2 separate regions of the Mus musculus genome follow, and region 2 is linked to region 1. A link is a contact called in public Hi-C data. All regions are on one chromosome and are shown on one strand. The core of a region is the stretch at or near the end of the contact, and the rest is flanking DNA. Distances in the headings are between cores, read along the strand shown.

Region 1 (2,514 bases), core at 6-2,505:
CAACTTTGGAAAATCTGCTGGGGAAGGGTGTAGTGGTGTTTATTCCTTACAGCAGGGTTCCAGAGCTGTAAAATAATGTTTCCCTTCTAGTCCAGCTGGCTCAGTGGGTCCAGGGACTCTCTGATGTTTGCCTTGTTTTGATTTCTGCTTTTGTTTTTTTTTTTTCTGCACAAAGCTCCCTGGATGATTCTGAGAGCAGCCAAAGATGAGGCTCAATCCTGAGTGGATTTTTTTTTCATGATGTCGTTGTTTCTTTGTTTTGTGAATTAGCAATAAATCTTCAGAATTGACAAACCAACTCTGGTTAGGTAAAAAGAAAGAAGGGAGGGAGGGAAGGGAGGAGGGAAGGAAGGAGGGAGGGAGGGAATGGGGTAGGGATAGAAGCTGTGCCTTGCGTAGTTAGTTTCTCAGGAAACAAGCATCTCCTCTGATGCACACATTTGACAGTGGCCAAGCATTTTGTTCATAGAGCTGCATACTCGTTTCTTCATCATTGGTACAACTAAAATGAAAGATCCTTCCGAACTATGTTAGTTTCACATGATTTTGGGATGTAACGCTGCTGGTTTTTACAATCAGTGTTCATGAGTTCTGAATGGTGGTCAATCCTTGTTTCAAGACAGACACTGGGTTAAGATTTAGATTTGTTGCTGTTTTTGTTTGTTTTTAGGGCATGTTGTCTCTGACTGTGTGGTATTTTATTTTGGGTCTTTGCATCTATGTCTCAAGTGAGATAAAACTATTGTTTTTGCTTTCTTTGCCCAGCAGTGTTTAAGCCTCAGATTTTTGACACCTTTCCTTCTTTGAAATGAATAGAACCACTCTCTGAGACACTGAAAGATGCTGTAATTTCCCTACATTTCTTTTTCTTCTCTCTCACCTGAGCCTCTCTCTTTCTCTTTCTGGATGCAGAAGTGCTACCTCCTCCTCTCCTGCCCAGCTAATGGCTGAATCTGCTCTTTATTGACCAATAAGAAAAAAAAAATAATGAGTCAAAAAATGCTTCATAGTAATGATAACAAAATCCAGACTGCACCCAGATCTCCCGGAACTAAAATCAGCATCTGAATACACAGGGAGCAGACTATCCCCTAACAAGGTCCAGGTTTTACATTTAAGTTTGATGTGGTTTGGTTTTTGAGTCAGCTGTTATACTTGTCTCAAGACATAGAGATTCTTTTCTCAACAGGAATGTCTAGTTGTCTACTGTAGTGAAAAACTAGCCCTCCCTGTTGTCCCTTTGTTGAAAATTAATGGAGCATGTGTGTGGGGGATGTCAGCTGAGTATTTCCCACTGCTTTATGTGTTTATCTTAGCAGTGATACAGTATCGAGGCCTTTGTATCTTTATTAGATCCTTTAAAATCGAGAAGTTGAATCAACTTACTCCCTTCTCAAAGTTGTTCAGCCATTCTAGAGCTTTTGCTGTTCGGATAAATTTTAGGACTTCCATGTGGATGTCTACATTAAAATCCTGCTGTAAGTTTTGTTGTTGCTGTTTGTCTGACTGATGGGTTGATTTTGTTTGTTTGTTTGTTTGTTTGTTTATTTGCTTTATCTTTCTGAGACAGGATCTGTTCATACTCTTGTAACTACACCTAGAGGCAGGCCTCTGGGCATTGTCTAGATTAAGGTTAGCCTCTAAGAACGAGAGTCTCTCTCTGTCTCTACCTCTCTCTCTCTCTCTCTCTCTCTCTCTCTCTGTGTGTGTGTGCGTGTGCGTGTGCGTGTGCGTGTGTGTGTGCGCGCGCGCGCGTGTGTGTGTATTGTATATGGATACCCGTGGAAGCCAGAAGAAGGCAGTTGATTCCCCCGGAGCTCTGGAGTTACATATGTTTGTGAGCTGCCCAATGTGAATTCAGGGAACTAAACTTGGTCCTCTGCCAGAGAAGCAACCACTCTTAACCAATGGGCTATCTCCTTTGTCTTGAGATTGTCCTGATTATGCTCACTGATATGGAAGCTCTGTCTTCTTACTATGGTTAGGATCATTCCTTTGGTAGCAGATCCTGAACTGTATGAAATGGAGACAACAAGCTAGGTACTGGCATGCATTTGTTCATGCATTACTCCCTGCCGTTGACTGTGGTTGTGATAGGACCAGTTGCTTCAGTTCCCTGCTTCAGTTCCCTGCCGCTTCTCAGAGATGGGCTGTAACCTGCCGTGGTGAGCTGAAAACCCCCTTCCTCTTTTAAGCTTCTTTTGTCAGGGTGTTTATCACAGCAACAGAAAAGTAGACCACAGGTCTTTATTGCACAACCCAGGCTAGCCTGCAGTTCACTGTGCAGATCAAGTTTCCAGTGTGCAGCAGCTCACCCACTTTGCAAGTGTGCTAATCAGTAGTAGTTTCACATTCAGGAGAACTTACATCTTAGTGGTGTGTGTGTGTGTGTGTGTGTGTGTGTGTGTGTGTGTATGTATATATGTATATGTGTATATATGTATATATGTATATATGTATATATATGTGGGGGGGTGGGATGGGGGGTGGAATAGGTGTGTGCAGCATACCCAT
Region 2 (2,514 bases), core at 6-2,505, 210 kb after region 1:
GGCCCTCTGCAGCTACCTGCCCCTTAATCCCATGTTGCTTGGTCTAGAGAGACTGTTTCTCTAAGGTCACTGTGATTGCTAACCCTAAGTTCTTCCCCTTTCTATATCTCTGAGTTCCCAGTAAGCTGAACCCCTATTTAGACCGAGTCTCAAGATTTGGTGTTGCCTTCTTTCCTAGTAACTGTTTTTACGTTCCGATCTGTCTTCTGACACATCTAAATCGCTTTCTATGTGGCTTCCTCCCATGGGTGATGCTCACTGTTTTCCCTCGGTCATGGTTCCCCTTGTGGCAGATGCATATAGTACAGTAGAGGGACACAAGAAGGTGCAGCTAGGGGGACAGTAGACTGTGTTGTATGCCTGTGTGGGCCTCCATATATGGGGCTCCTGAAAGACTTTGGCCTGGTATTTAATTGCATACACATTAGATTTGAGTAGGTTTTCCAGTCAATCTTGGCTTTCAAGCTTACAGGGTTTCAATTAGACAAAGGGGCTCCTTTGGGTTCAGTGTGAAGACTAGTCCCCAACTTCACAGCAGGGCTCACACCTACAGAACAAAAGAGTGTTAGAAAGGATTCATGAGCCACAGCGGGGATCTGAGGAATGTCCCAAGCATGAAGTTGGCAGTTGGAGAGGACTCAGAGGCTCTCTTAGTGCTGTCACTCTGTGGTCCCTAACTTTGGTCCCAGTCTTCCTTCTCCATCTTTATCTCCTATCCTCACCTTAGGCCCAAAGTGGATAGGTATGTCTCCAGCCATGCAGAAGGGAAACTAAGGGAAGAACTCATTTCAGACTCTCAAAAGCCTGCCCTCCAGATGTGCCCATGGCCTGTGGATGGCTAAAGAGTGAAGAATCTCTCTAAGACAGAGAAACCTCTTCCTCAGCCTTCCCATCTATCTGCCCCTGTGTGGGGTCAACAACTTTAAACTGCCTTTCTGAAACCAGTGCCCCCTACCCCAATCGGGGCCACCCCGGGCCGTGCCACACTCCCCTTCCCCCAGCCCCACTGCGGGAGCTGCAGTTCTGACCTTTTATGGTTGAGTTTCTCATTCTCCACTGCCGGTGCTGACAGGGCCATCGGTGTGGCTGCCTGCCAGCTGGCAGGAGCAACATGTTAAATGCCGTCCTAGGAGGGGAATGGAATGGGGAGCAGGCTCTCTGTCTGCCTCCCCCACCCCAGAGCTAAGAATAGAATCGCTCAATAAAATGAGGACTCGTATTGATGGCCACAGCACAGCTACATCCATTCAAAGCCCATGAATTTAGACTTAGGCCAAAGTAAACCAGGATTAACCTGATTTACCTGTGTGTCTCCAGGGACATCTGCATATTATCTGATTGGGGTTTATTAAGTAGATATAAACACAAATGAGATAAAGTAGATATTGTTCCACCTATTCTGGACAGTTTTCAAGCACTTGAAACGCATCCACTTGATGGGCCGACTAAATAAGGCCACTTAAAAGTGACTTGTGCTCCTTAGCTGCAGAAGTCTCTTGTGGCATATTCTCTGAAGAGCTGCCTTCTTTTCAGATCACTCAAGAGTCTCATTTTCAAATCAACAAAAGCTAGCCCTTCCCCCCCCCCAAGTTGGTTTAAGTGAGGGATACTTAGCTATTTCCGAGGCTAATTATTGTATTTTAAGAAGCAGCATAAGAATGAGGTTTGCAGCCTGGCCTGGGCCTGCGCCTGCGCCTTCTGGGCTGTTCTGTGTGACCTGGGAGAGGATGAGGGAGGAGCAGGGGATCCAGATGGATTCTTTAATGTCACTCACCCAACACAAGAATAACAGGCCTCCTCCTAACTCTAAGGGAGAAAAACAAAGTATCAAGAACCCAACCTACACCAACTACATTCTGAGTTTAAAGCTGATGTGATTTGGAAGGGCTGGAGATACGCCTTAGAGATTCCCGGCTTACCAGTGTAAGCATGACACTAGCTTGGTCTCATTCTGCCTGACAGCATAGAAAGGACGGAACCCTGTCTGGATGCACAGGGTTGTGGGACTCTCCTGTGGCTTTGTCCATGACTAGTGAGTGTTCCGGCTTGCTCTGATAATGCACCCTGACTAAAAGCAACATAGGGAGAAAAGAGTGGATTGGCTCACAATTCTGGCTTACAGTCCACCATCTCAGGGCTAGGCTAGGCTAGAACTCAGGTCGCTAGTCATTTCACATTCATGGCCAAGAGCCGAGAGACCAAATGCATCGCGGTGTGCTCTCTTGCTCTCAGTTAGCTTACTCCCCTCATACTATCCGGTTTGCCCTGCCTAGGGAATCTACAGCCACAATGGCCTGAGTCTTCCTGCCTCAGATAACAGTCAAGACATTCCCCATAGATACACCCACAGGCCAACCTGATCTGTGTAATTCCTTGTTAAGGCTTTCTTCCCAGTTGATTCACGGTTGTATCAGACTGACAGTTAAAACTAACCAGCACCGTGAATTCAGCCTCAGCCTCAGCCTCTTAGAGCCTCTTTCCAAGCGTGTGCCGTAGTTTAGGCCAGTAGCTGTT

What was found. Hi-C and Micro-C count contacts between places; a contact is called where the count stands out from the background.
Region 2: a Hi-C map of uterus shows a contact between it and region 1. The contact joins the promoter of E130310I04Rik here to the enhancer-like site in region 1. A contact is called at or near these places in 16 of 39 promoter capture datasets (the 3T3-L1 cell line, 3T3-L1-derived adipocytes, cranial neural crest and 8 more), 21 of 484 Hi-C or Micro-C datasets (embryonic fibroblasts, embryonic stem cells, liver and 5 more) and 4 of 9 other capture datasets (adipose tissue, embryonic stem cells, liver and 1 more).

What each region holds. Positions count from the first base shown.
Region 1 is chr16:34,750,961-34,753,474 of GRCm38.p6, forward strand. It overlaps a transcript of Mylk not described here. Among named protein-coding and RNA genes, the nearest start is that of Mylk, 33 kb to the right of the region's middle. Within about 2 kb of position 1,256, at least 17 of the 459 cell types and tissues checked have an H3K27ac peak or open chromatin away from gene starts, as enhancers often do. A contact at or near this core is called in nephron progenitors and uterus, where this site is marked.
Region 2 is chr16:34,957,739-34,960,252 of GRCm38.p6, forward strand. E130310I04Rik (RIKEN cDNA E130310I04 gene) reads right to left here and starts at 1,256. Exons shown (of 4, transcript NR_045723.1): 1 at 1,029-1,256. The region is part of intron 21 of Mylk (myosin, light polypeptide kinase); the gene reads left to right.